2 separate regions of the Sus scrofa genome follow, and region 2 is linked to region 1. A link is a contact called in public Hi-C data. All regions are on one chromosome and are shown on one strand. The core of a region is the stretch at or near the end of the contact, and the rest is flanking DNA. Distances in the headings are between cores, read along the strand shown. Region 1 has its middle 25 kb from the start of ID1. Region 2 holds the start of BCL2L1 (BCL2 like 1).

Region 1 (6,609 bases), core at 3,800-6,299:
CAAGGTGTGAGGGGCGGAGGGGGCACAGACCACAGCGGGAGACATGGGACAGACACACCCCCCAACGCACACAGGTGGGCAGAGGCAGGTGGAACAGCTCACTTTCACCAGTGAAGCCTTTCCAAAATCCCTCCCCCCCGGCAAACCCGCCCCCAGTCACAGGCTCTCCCTCTCTCTTGCTCTGCTCTGTCACACACACACCAGTGCAGGCGCTGGCTCACAAGCATTCTCACAAGCAAACTCTCAAACACGCCAAGAGGGATCCAGATGCATAAACACAAGGTCGAAATCACCAAGTAGAAATACAAACAAAACACTGTCCCACGTAAGTTTCCACACCCTCACACTTACCCACGTGCTTCTACAAACCCCAAACTCAGATTTTCGCAAGAACACACACTCCTCTCTCTCTCTCTCTCTCACACACACACATGCACGCATAGTTGCACAGAGAGTCTCTCAAGCAGAAAGGGGCTTGGCCCCTCCCCCCAACTGCACACCTTGGCAGCTGGTTTTCCAGCCTCGGCCGGGGGTTTTTTCTCCTTCCCCCATCACCTGTGACGCGTGTGTCTCATGTGCCTCCACCTCCCCTCCCCACTCCAGGGGAGGACCCTGGGGTAGCCCGAGAGCAGGTGGGCCCCCAGCTCTTGGCAGCAAGGGGTGGGGGTGTGCCTGCCTAGAGGCAGAGGCCTGGGGAGAGGCCCTGAACACAGCGCCGAGGAGCTCAGCCTTCTGTGGGTCCCCTCGGTCACCTCCATCTCCCAGCCATCCCCGGGCTGGTCCCCAGAGGGCAAGGAGTGGGGCCCTCCACAGCTTCGAGGGCAGGGTGCAGGAGGTGGGGGAAGGGCCCATTGCAGACCCCAGCGGGCCTCCTCGGCCCCCCCGGGGTTCTGCCTTCACATGCAGATGGCCTGTTAGCCTCACCCGGTCTGCCTTAAAATGACAAAGAGGTTGGATGGTGTCTGGGCATCTCCCGAAATGAGGAGGGGAAAGATTGTTGTTGTTGCTGTTTGTCTTTTTAGGGCCACACCTGCGGCATATGGAGGTTCCCAGGCCAGGGGTCGAATCAGAGCTGTAGCCGCCGGCCTCCACCACAGCTGACAGCAATGCTGGATCCCTTAACTTGCCTCGCGGGGCCAGGGATTGAACCCACATCCTCATGGATCCTCGTTGGGTTGGTTACCGCTGAGCTGCAACAGGAACTCCTGAGAAGAGGAAGATTGTTAACTGTGGAAACAACCTAGAGTCAAAAGAGTTTGTGTTAAAAAATATGTACATGATAGAAAAAAAATCTGAAATCTGTGTCAAGCTGGTAACAGCAGTCCTCTCCGGGTGGCAGGAAGATGCTGTTTTATTTATGTGTTTTGAAACACATAATTCTAATTTTCTACAAGCTATGGGTGCAACTTTTGGATAATAAAAGGTTTTTATAAATGAGTATTTAATGGCATGAAAAATGCCCAGGTGGTGGTGGCCTCATGTGAGCTTAGAACTGGGAGGGCTCTTCAGTGCCGGGGGTGGGGGGCAGCTCCCTTCTCTGTGCCTTTATTTCCTCATCCGTAAGATGGAGACTCACCACATGGAGGATGCAGACACTTGGGATGGTGCTTGGCACACACTCAGTGTTTGACAATGGGAACTGCTGTGATTTTTCCATGAAGGTTTCGTTTCTTTATATATATATTTTTTGCGGGGCCCACACCTGCAGGATCTGGAAGTTCCCAGGAATAGGAGCTGCAGCCACCGATCTAAGCCAAAGCCACAGCCACAGCAACGGGGGATCGGAGCTGAGTCTGCGGCCTACACCACAGCTCATGGCAACACCTACTGAGCGAGGCCAGGGATCGGACCCACATCCTCATAGATACTAGTCAGGTTCTTAACCTGCGGAGCTGTAGCTCTCTCACTCTTTTCTGCTCTATTAGTCTCTTCCCTCTACTCAGACTGGCATCCCCTCCTGGAAATAGTAATGAAGGGTAAGTGAGCTTCCTTTCCTCACTCCTCTTTGCTTTTAATTTAGAGTTCAACAAATTTGGGTTCAAATCTCATCTTTGCCATTTTCTAGCTCTTTGCGACTCTGGGCAGGTTAACACACTGTGCCGGGCGGGGATGGAGCCTGAGTCCTGGTGCTGCAGAGATGCCGCCAATCCCTTTGCCATAGTGGAAACTCCTATTTTTATTTTCAATTGCATTTACTTATGAAAAACCCAAAATTTTAAAAATACAAAATATGCAAAAGATTACATATACAGAAAAAATTTCCTCCCAAGCCACTTAGATCCTTTGTATCTCTCTTGCCCTCAAATTTACCCCAATAGTATCTATTTTTTTCACATCTTGTAGACTTTTCTGAAAATATTATCTATTTACATTCTCTGCTGCCTCGATGGGTTAAGGATCCTGCATTGTCATTCCTGCGATGCAGGTCGGACTCCTGGCCTGGGAATTGCCTCATGCCATGGGTGCCGCCAAAAAAAAAAAAAAAAAAAAAGGCCTCTATTGAGGACTTGCTGTATGTGCTTTCCATGGATTATTCCACTTCATCCTCATTGCCGTCCATGAGGTAGATGGGAAACGGGCTCAGAGAGAAACTGCTTGCCTATAAGCCACGCAATTGGTAAGCAGTACCAACAACACACACAACTTGAGTGTGTCCATTTCTAAAACGCTATGTGTTAGGCCTCTAGGATTGTCTAGACAAGTCATTTAACAAATACTAGTGTCACTCTTTAGGTCACTGGGCTAGGTGCTAGGTTACAACGGTGGGGAGGAGAGCAAAGGCTGAGCCCTCTCAGAGTTTATATCTCGGCAGAGGTGGCCTGCCGCTGTTGCCCCACTTCTGGGTAGGAAAACCAAGGAACAGAAGGGGAAGAAACTGCCCTGAGGTCACACAGTGATAAAAGAACCGGGATACGCAGCTCCATTTTAGGTGGGGAAACTGGGGCACAGACAAGGGAAGCGAATCGTTCAAAGGAAGCCCCCTCGTAGGTAGCAGAGCCGGGATTCAAAGGCTCACAAGGTCTAGGCTGTCCCTGCGCCTGGCCCCACCCCTCAGGGGCGTGTCCAGGCGGGCCCCCGCCCCCGCCGCTCGCGCCCGCCTTCCTGGCAGCTCTGGCGGCCTTTTCCTGCCTGTGTTGCTGGGCGGGCGGCCGGCCCATCTGGCGGCCCCCACGGGGCGGCGCGGGGAGGCGGCCCAGACTCGTTGGAGCCAGGCGCCGGCCCGGGCCCCCCTGCCCGCCTGGAGAGCCCAGGTGTGGCCGCGGCGGGGGTGGGGGTGGTGCCTTCCTTCCCGCTCGGCCCTTCCTGACGCACCCGGGCAGGATGCTGCCTCCTCCCCGTCCTCTGCCTCCCACGACCCTGCTTGGAACGTGGAGGAGGGAAGCCTGGCCGTGGGAGAGCAGGGTGGGCGGGGCGCCACAGACCTTGTCCCTGGTCTCTACTCCTTAGGAGACCCCAGCAAGGCAAGTCTTGCCCTTATTTTTTTTGGGGGGGTGTCGGGGGTTTCGGTTTTCCTATTTGTGCAAGGACGGCTGAACTCCGACCTGGACCTCACAGGCTCTTGTCCTACCCCTCAAGGATCCTGGACAGGATTGTGGGAGCCCGAGGCATCTCTCCAGCCTGGTCTATCATTGAATTGAATTATAGCCATTTATAAACCCATTTCAAGTGTGACTTCCTGATGATCGCAAGTCAGCTGAAGAACTCGCGCTTGACCTGTGTTCCCTGCTGTGCCCATCCGCCTGACCGGTGCCCACTTCCTACCTGGTGCTGAAGCCCAGAAAGGGCATCTCAAGGCTGTCCCCCCAAAAGCTGCAGCCACCCTAGGGTGGGAGGGTCTTATTCATTTCATAGCTGAGGAAACAGGACAGAGGGAGCAGGCCTGCCTGTCACATTGTGGCGGCCAACCCTGCTGTTAGATGCTGTCCCTCTTTTTTTTTGCTATTTCTTGGGCGGTTCCTGCGGCATATGGAGGTTCCCAGGCTAGGGGTTGAATTGGAGCTGCAGCCACCGGCCCAAGCCAGAAGCCGCAGCAACTCTGGATCCGAGCCGCATCTGCAACCTACACCACAGCTCACGGCAACGCCGGATCGTTAACCCACTGAGCAAGGGCAGGGACCGAACCCGCAACCTCATGGTTCTTAGATTCGTTAACCACTGCGCCACGACGGGAACTCCTGCTGTCCCTCTTTAATGCTGCTCCAAGACAGGGAACCCGGCATTTATTATCCTGCTTTATGTCAAACAGCACCTGTGGTAAACACCATGGTCCTGGAAGCCAGGGACCCCTGGTTCAACGCCGCCGCTGCGCCCCCACCCCAATATCTCTATTTCAATTTCCTTTATCTGTAAAAAGGATAATACCTACCTCACAAGGTTGGTATAACAATTACTTTTTTTTTTTTTTTTTGTCTTTTTGCCATTTCTTGGGCCGCTCTGGCGGCATATGGAGGTTCCCAGGCTAAGGGTCTAATCGGAGCCGTAGTCACCGGCCTACGCCAGAGCCACAGCAATGCGGGATCTGAGCCGCGTCTGCAGCCTACACCACAGCTCACGGCAACGCCGGATCGTTAACCCACTGAGCAAGGGCAGGGATCGAACCCGCAACCTCATGGTTCCTAGTCGGATTCGTTAACCACTGCGCCACGACAGGAACTCCACGATTACATATTTTTAAAATACATAGCATAATGCTAGACACATCACATACAAATGAAATAGTGGAATGGCTGTCCCCCTTCCCCTCCCATCTTCTGTAGTCAAGGGAGACTGAGAACACAGAGAAGGACGCCTAACACAGCAGGGGCAGAGCTTGGGGGTTTTGGAGCAGTTTCCCAAAAAGCCACTCGCACTCTGGGGCGAAGCTGGCACCAGGCCCACTGAGGGCCCTGCCCAACCACCCACCCCCGCCTCTCTGGCGTGCAGGCCCAATCCATGCCAGGCCCAGTGCCATTTTTCCATGGGACTCTGGCTGTGGCAGTTCACATCTGGAGTCTAGACTCGGAGGCTCTGCGGGCCGGGCCTACCGCCCGGGCTGGGCCACCGCTGCCCGCTGTTTGCTCAGCTGAAGCTGGTTAATTGGAATTAGAGTGGCCTCTGCGGTGCAGGCTGGCCGGGCGGGCCCTGGGCGGCTGCTGCCGAGGTCTGTGGAACATCTGGCTGGGCCAGGACGGTCATTAGGTGGCAGGCGCCCGGCGCCACTGCCACCTCAGCCTCTGCCGGGGGTCGGCGGTGACTCAATAAGGTCTTTGTAGGCTCTGGGCCGCAGAACCAACCATGCTGTGTGCCTGGGCTGCCTGCCCCATCTGCTGCCCTCAGAGAGGCCTTGTTCCAGGACCACGGGGCCTCCCCTCTGAAGGCAGCTGGAGTTGTCGGCAGAGATCCGAGAAGCCCCTGAAAGGGACCCCCTTGGCTGGGAGAAGTTTTTGAGATTTCCTACCCTTCCTTTCCTTTCTATACAATTCAAGGCCCAGAGAAGTTGCTAGCTGGCCCAAAGGTGCCCAGCATACCCGGCGGTGACTCAGACCCAGGGGTCTGCAGAATTGCAAAGTCCTTACAACTCTGGAACTCAATCGGGATTGCTCAAGGTCAAACCCATGTCTATGGGTAAGCTGCCTCCATGTTCTCACCTGTACCCTGGGGCTAATGCTAGCACCCACAGCCTAAGAGTACGGGAATTAAGTGAAATCCTGTATTGAGGTGCTTGGTACATGTGACAGTTCAATACCTAGTGAGGTGATGACAGTGTACTTCCCATCCTCTGCTCCTCCGTGTCCTTTAGCTATCTCCAAACTGTCTGCAAGCCACTGTCACTTTCAGACTTCACACCTGAAGCATGGGCCAGAGAGAGCTCTGGGTTGAATGCTGAAGGCCTGAGTCTCAGTCCAGTGGCCACCAGCTCCCACCTCAGTTTCTCCACCCAGTGACCCCACACCAAGCAGGTGGAGGAGGGCTGTGCCGCCCCTTGCCTGGTTCACTGGGGGTTCCCCTACAAGCCATGACTGCTGTCTTTAGTGAACCTTGGGGAAACTCTGGCTCTGTGATGTCCAGCTCTCGGCTTGGATGGCCTCTCAGAAACACTGGACCCAATCCTCTCCTGGGGCCCAGGAGGTGGCTCCTCGAATCTGGATGCTCTGGTCTTGCAGAAGCCATTCTAGGAAGAAGCTCAGGAATGGGGTAGAGTGGGAGCAGTGGGACCCTGATCTAGAATCCAGGGCGATCTAGAATCTGAGTGCTCTTGAGCTGAAGTTGTGTGGCTATGGGAACCAGGGAAGCTGAGGCCTGCCAGCCTAGGAATAAAGTCTAAACTCTTCCCTGGGGCTCAGTAGCCCTGCCTGTTTCCCTGGCTTTATAGATACCGGTCCCTTTTGGTAGCATGGCCTCCTCCTTCCAAACCTTCCCCCCAATAGGTGACATGTCCAATACCTATCCAACACCCTCGCTGCACCCAAGCACTGGGAGGAATGTGGTGAGGAAAACTGGCTGGCTGGGGAGGGGGCTCGTGGGCCTCCTCTGCTGGTCGGAGGGCACCCCCAGGGTGCTGAGCTGGCATAAAGGCCAGGAGCCAAGTGGACACCGAGAAGCTCAGGAGGGGGCCAGAGTCAGGGCCTC
Region 2 (6,833 bases), core at 291-2,790, 120 kb before region 1:
GAGCGGTCGCGTCTGGAAACTACCTGGCCGATGAATGGGGGATGTGGCCCCCCATGGCTCGCGGGGCTCGCAGGTGAGAGCGCCGCCTCCCCTGTGCGTGGCAGGCGCTGCGCCCAATGGGAGCCCTCGCCGTCCTGCTTCCGTGCCACCTGGGCTCGCTGATTGGCCGCGCTGGGGCGGGCCGCCGGGGGCGAGACCCCTCCTCCCAGAAAGGTCTAGGGGGCGCCCCAGAGGGAGAGCGGTTGCCTAGCAACGGGGCGGTGGCCGGGCGGGTACCCGGCCTAGCGCGCGGAGGGAGCCGCGAGTCCGCAGCCCACCCACCCTGGGCTCGGGAGAGGTGCAGACCCCTGCCTCTAAACCCTCGCCAGGGCGCGAGGAAGCCACCCTGGGCCTGTCCACAGGAGAACGTGGTTTCAGCTGTGGGGGGGCCTCGAGGAGGCCTCGCCCATTCTCCCTGACCCGAGGAGAGGCCCGGCGCCTCACCCTCGCCCAGTCTTTGTGCCGGGCGCCGGCGGCCATTGTGTCCGTGCGGGGAATGGAGGACCCGGCAGCCCCCCACCGCCACGACCAGGGCCTTTGGGGAATTCAGAGAAAGCCAGCAGCGTTTCTGGGGGGTCCCCGGCTTTCCGCCTCCCTGAAAGGCCCGGGGATGGCCTTTCCGAAGTCAGACCGCAGATACGAGGCAGTTTCCCCCTCCCTCCGTCCCTCATCGAAACCTTGAGCCCCATTGAGAAGTCCCTTTAGGGTTTCAGTAAACCTCACCCTGGGCTGGTACTTAAATAGAAGAAAAACAAAAACTAAATCTCACACCAGCCACCTCCGGGAGAGTTCTCCTGGCTCCCAGTAGGAGGCGGAGAGCCAAGGGGCGTGCAAGAGCAAGGGGGCTGGGCTCCCGGGCCGCGGCTGCTGAAGCGGCCGCCCTCGATCTGGGCGATGGAGGAGGAAGCAGGCGAGGGGGCCGGTTCCTGAGCTTCGTAATTCCTGTATCGCCTTCTGGGCTCTCAGTCTGCCGGGTCGCATGATCCCTCCAGCCGGAGCTGCTTTTTTTGCCAGCCGCCGCGAGGCCGGCTGAGTTACCGGCATCCCGGCTGCCACCTCCTCTCCCGACCTCTGATACAAAAGATCTTCCGGGGGCTGCACCTGCCTGCCGGTCGCCTGAGACGGATTTGAATGTAGGTGGTGCGGGGGTGGGGGGTGGGGGACAGACTGCCCATGGGGGTGACTTTCCGAGGAAGACATTTCGGAGAAAAGGGGGTGGCTGAGGCTTAAAGGCCGGTGTGATGATTCAGAGCCCACTGGTGCTTTCAATTTGACTTTATTGAAGTCCCTTGGAAGCCAGACCCAGACCTTCCTAAGAGCCACAAAAGACCCCATTCTGGTACCTGGAGGGGGAATGGATGTTGCAGGGTAAATGGCATGCATGTTAATTTTTTTTTTTTTTTTTTTCTGAAGCTCTTTCTCTCCCTTCAGAACCTTATCTTGGCTTTGGATCTCAGAAGAGAACCACTAAGCAGAGACCAGACTCAGTGAGTGAGCAGGTGTTTTGGACAATGGACTGGTGGAGCCCATCCCTATTATAAAAATGTCTCAGAGCAACCGGGAGCTGGTGGTTGACTTTCTCTCCTACAAGCTTTCCCAGAAAGGATACAGCTGGAGTCAGTTTACTGATGTGGAAGAGAACAGAACTGAGGCCCCAGAAGGGACTGAATCAGAAGCGGAAACCCCTAGTGCCATCAATGGCAACCCATCCTGGCACCTGGCGGACAGCCCCGCGGTGAATGGAGCCACTGGCCACAGCAGCAGCTTGGATGCCCGGGAGGTGATCCCCATGGCTGCAGTGAAGCAAGCGCTGAGGGAGGCGGGCGATGAGTTTGAACTGAGGTACCGGAGGGCATTCAGTGACCTGACGTCCCAGCTCCACATCACCCCAGGGACAGCGTATCAGAGCTTTGAGCAGGTAGTGAACGAACTCTTCCGGGATGGGGTGAACTGGGGTCGCATTGTGGCCTTTTTCTCCTTCGGTGGGGCACTGTGCGTGGAGAGCGTAGACAAGGAGATGCAGGTATTGGTGAGTCGGATCGCAACTTGGATGGCCACTTACCTGAATGACCACCTAGAGCCTTGGATCCAGGAGAACGGCGGCTGGGTAAGGACCACGCCCCTTGTGGTGTCCCTGTTCCTTGGTCTCAGGTCAGATCCCCAACAGCCTTTCCTCTGTACCTCTTTCTGTCGCGCTGTGTGATTATTGGAGATGTTGTTTGTTAAGGAGATGTGACTGGCCTCACTGCAGCACAAGACGCTAACTGTCCTGAAATACAGATGACCTAGTTCTGCAAGGACCAGACAGCTTCGTTCTGGTCATCCCCATGACCCTACCCTTTCAGACTTGTGTCCAATTTCTCTGCAGAGGAAAACATAGCCTGTGTGTTCATTGGGCCCCAAACCTTTGCGGGTGGCGGGTTAGTCCGGTGTTTCCCTGACCCTGACGTAATGGCTCCCCTCGCTAAGGGTAACACCTGCAGGAGACGGTATCAGTGACCCACCAGTCCCTTCAGTCTTACTCCCCCTGGGATGTCAATCCTGTCCTGGGCTTCCCTCCCCCAGATGGAGTCCCCTGTGTTTCAGAGTTGGCATGACCAGGCAGGGAGTTCCCACTGGCTTAGATGGCTGAGGATTGTCTACTTTTAGGGTGTAAGCTGTGCCAGTGGGCCAGTTGTGTTTGTGCCACACCCCTATGTTCATTGGCTCTGAAGTGTGCAACTTTGGGTATGATTGGACTGTTTGTGGAGCTCTTTGCAGTGTCATGCATTAAGCCCAGGGACTTTGCACCTCACTGCCTGGGGTCGGTTGGGAAGCTCCAGCTGCCTGTTGCTTTCGGGCCAGGGCTCTGGGATCTCTTGCCCGCAAGGCAAGAACCTGGTCCGTGGGGCTCTGTGGGACATTGAGATTCAGTGACAGACTTCGGAAACAAAACTGACACAGGCGTGAGTCCCAGCCCTGTCGCTTAATTAGCCATGTGACCTTGGACAGGCCAGTTTACCTTGAGCCTCAGTTTCTTCCTCTTAAAAAAATGTGACCAGCCCTCCTTGCCCTGCAGGTCTCGTAAATCCTGGAGCGAAGGTGAGCACAGTGACGGACACCAGCCAGTTTGCTGTAGTAGTTGTTCTTGGTCCCAGGTTCTCCATCTGGGCCCAGAAATAGTCATGCCTCATTCCTTTCCCAGGGAGGAGACTTCCCTTGCCCATCACTAAGTCAGGGTGAGCCAGTGGGGAGAGATTCATTGGAGGCAATTTTTGCTCTTCTACAATGAACTCAGTCCTAGCTCCTTCCTTATCTCCCTGCCTAGGGAGGTGGAGGGCTTATGTGAGGTATTCTGTCCCCTCAGAAAACCCAGGAAATCGAGTGGAAAATAAGTCATCTATTGGAGGAGCAGAGGTGGAAAGGGCCGCGCACCACGGACTCAGGAATGTTAAGAATGCAGTTACCCAGAGGCTGGGCCTAGGGCCTAGGGCGTGGCAGGCACTTCAGTTTACCACTGAGCAAGGGAGCTCCTGGAACCCCACCCCCGGTCTTATTTCCCATTTCTTTGCAATTTCATCGACTCTTCCTGCTGCCAGTTCTTGTAAAAGGCAAAGGGGTCAAGTCCGTAGAGGTCAGATGACTGGGGTGGGGTTGGGAAGGGTAAAGGTGGAGGGCTTTCTCTGGCTAAGGCCCACTGGACTAGAAGCCTTTTGGTAAATGAACCCTCTGGGGGGATAAATGATTAAATAGTTCCTGTTGGTTTGTGCCATGACCTCTTTTATTCCCTCCTGCTTTGATTCTCTTTGGGGGCAAATATTTGTTCAGCTTATTACAGGAGGGACAGGATTCCAGTGTTAGACACACCCTCTGAGGCATCTCCACGTAGAGACTTGGGCCATTTGCCCACTCTGCCTGACTGTTGTCTTTGGCCAGTGGTCCTAGTACCAGGTGGGTCGTTGCCAGCTATTAACAAAAGGCAGTGTGGGAGAGGTTCCTGGCCTGCCAGCCAGCCTCTAAAAGGGCTACCTGGATGAGAGAATTGCTAGTCCCCCACTGTTGCACGTGGAAAGAGATTTTAGACACAGCAGCACCAGGCAGGTTTGTTAGATCTTCTGTCTCTTTGCTCAAGAATTATCAGAGTCTGTTGGACAATATACCATATGTTACTTCCTCTTGGTGAACGGAGGGGATGTGTGCCAAAAAGCTAGTTGTGTCAGAACATTTCTCTGCAGGCACGCCTTCTCCCTCAGGCCAGGAGGTAAAGAACATTTGACGGGGGATCCTTTGGGCAGAAGGTACCACTTCTCTCTCAGGTACCATCCTGTTTTGAGCTATAGACTGGCTATGCAGTAGCATCTCATCACCTTCCTGCAGGCTGTGGCTGGGGGATCCACGAGTGTAGGAGTTAGGGGCCATCGCACCCTGGGAACGCTCTAAATTAGGCATCCCTACAGGAAAGGAGAAGGAAGTGAGCCTTTATGGAGTACGTCTTATTCACGAGGCATTGTGTTTGGTCTTCTACTTATGCAACCAAAGTTAACTGAGCAGGTACTGTGAGGCAGGCATGTGCTAGGTGCTGGCCATAAGCCAGACATGGTACTTTCCCTCATGGAAATGACATGCTGCTTCATATGTTCCGTACAATAACCCGTCTAAGGTAGGTGGGTTTATTCCCAGTTTGCATGTGAAGCTAAGTGACTGTCCCAGGTGTTCCTCAGCCAGTTAAGTGACTGAGTGAGAATTTATAACTAGGTGGGGCCTGACCCTAAAGCTTAAACTCTTTCCATCCATATCAGGGGTAATAATGTGAGCCAGAGATGTATTAGGCCAAGCAGAATGTGCCTGTGGGAGGTGCTCATATGAGTCTGTGATGCTGGCCCGGTTCAGCACCTTCGTTGGCAGTAGCAGGTTGCCAAAAGTATGTGTAGCCTCTGTAGATTCTGGCACTGGTAAAACTCAGGTAGGTATCAGGGTTTTGCCCGGTGAGAGTGGGCTTCCTGTTAATTTTTCAGTTGTTCAAGCCTTCTCAGGCCCTACCAGTAGATGAGAATTGTGCATGAGAGGGGAAGACGGCCTGCTCCAAGTGTGTCTACTTAGTTGTGGGTGAGGCTCCAAGGGCTGGAATTCCACACTTCTAGCCACGCCACCGCCTACCTGGAGTCACCTGGCAAGATGCTGAACCTGTTTGTCTGTCTTGTCCAACCATTTCTCTCACCTGTAAAATGAAATAATGATAGCCACCTGCCATAGCTTGACTCTAGTAAAGGATCTAGAACAAAGACTCTTGCTGGGCCTTAATTGTAGGGTGGAAGCACCTCTTTTAATGAATGGGCTACCTGCCTCAGAAAACTGAACTTTGCCCCCAGAGTTTCTCAAGAAACAAAGCCAGCCCCTGAGATACTCACAATGCTCGGGACAGAGTGTTTCTGGAGCTTTCCAGTGGGAATGTGGACTGTTATGCGATGAGGACTGAGGTGGGCCAGGTCCTTTTGGGATTGCTGTCCCCCAGAAGCTCCTTAGCTTGATGGAAACACCATTGTTGAGAGCAGTGAACGGGGGCGGGAGCGGGGTGCAGGAAGAACAACACATAATTTGGCCTTTCCCAGGTTGCAGGGCTCTGCCGTCTTCTAGTTTCTGTAGGTTCTTTCTTGCCTGTTCTGGCTTCTTTGGCAGTGGCATATGCTTCACTAAAGCACCTCAGCGACGTTTGCAGAGCTTAGCAGCTGTTGGCAATTCTGCGGTTTTCTTGGGGAAACCCCATTAGAAACCCCAAACGTGGAAATTTTTAGTAATCTCACTCAGGTCCCAAAGTGAGATAGAAGTGTCTCAGGGGCTCCCCCTCAAAACACCCAGGTCTTCTGGATGTATGTTTGAACTTGCCCTTAAAACTCCATCACCATCACAGGGTTTTCCGGACTTCCTAGGACTAATTTCCCCAGCAACCCCACAAAGCCCTTCAGCCTCTGTAGAGAATTACCCAGGTATTTTTTCAGGGGGCCCCAGCGGAACCCAGAGGGTGTTTTTGGCTTTTGTGTGGGCAGTCACCAGATTTGTTTGGGCTACAGAAAGCAGCAGTTGTTAGCTGTCCCTTTTCTAGTAGGTACTGTCCTCAGACCAGGGCTTGAGCCTCCTCCCTGGGCTTTCCAGCACCCTCACCTTCCATCTTGGGGCTTGCTTTCAGCAGCCACGGTTTTGTCTGGGTTTAGCATGGGATAGATTTAGGGGTAATTCCCAGTGAGCTGCTCTTCTACAGAAACATCATCTCCTAGCACCTTAATTAGCAGGGCCCTGTCTCCACGCCCAACCTCCAGCCTAATTCCATGGTGTCCTCCCCAAGGACTCCCTCTCTTTTCTTTGAAGGAGTCACTCTGCTCCTGGATCTGCTCCTGTTCTGTCTCTCCAGCCAACAGTCTGTCTTCCCTGTTCCCAGTTGGCAGGTTTGAGTCAGACAATCCCACTGGGTCTTTTTGTTTAGCCTGGGGAAGAGAAGACCCAGGAGAGCATGATCCCTGGTTTCAAATGTCTGCAGAAAGAGGGACTAAGCCTTTTTTATTGATATGGGACCCAGCAGAACTTGGCTCCATGAAAGGTAAATCACAGTGGTAGAGTTTAAATTAGCATAAAGAAGACATTTCTACCCCTGCCAGGTTTAGGAGCTTCCTAAGGGTGGAGTCTACATCTTGTACATTCTGGTTTAATCGGCTCTGAACAGAGGGCTTAGGCATAGCAGGTAGCCAATGAAAGAAAAGCCCACTCAATTTCTGAAGAAACAGATATTTATCAAACCAGAATAATAGTAATGGGAATTGCCC

What was found. Hi-C and Micro-C count contacts between places; a contact is called where the count stands out from the background.
Region 2: a Hi-C map of embryonic fibroblasts shows a contact between it and region 1, with 3 times the contacts expected there. The contact joins the promoter of BCL2L1 here to the enhancer-like site in region 1. A contact is called at or near these places in 7 of 47 Hi-C or Micro-C datasets (embryonic fibroblasts, epiblast stem cells, fetal liver and 4 more) and 2 of 2 datasets of contacts at active chromatin or transcription factors (alveolar macrophages and skeletal muscle).

Annotation. Positions count from the first base shown.
Region 1 is chr17:35,288,556-35,295,164 of Sscrofa11.1, reverse strand. No RefSeq gene overlaps it. Among named protein-coding and RNA genes, the nearest start is that of ID1, 25 kb to the left of the region's middle. Within about 2 kb of position 5,049, at least 28 of the 83 cell types and tissues checked have an H3K27ac peak or open chromatin away from gene starts, as enhancers often do. A contact at or near this core is called in embryonic fibroblasts, omental adipose tissue, retroperitoneal adipose tissue and 1 more, where this site is marked.
Region 2 is chr17:35,408,790-35,415,622 of Sscrofa11.1, reverse strand. It overlaps BCL2L1 (BCL2 like 1), which reads left to right and starts at 1,540. Exons shown (of 2, transcript NM_214285.1): 1 at 1,540-2,146. The coding sequence starts at 1,583.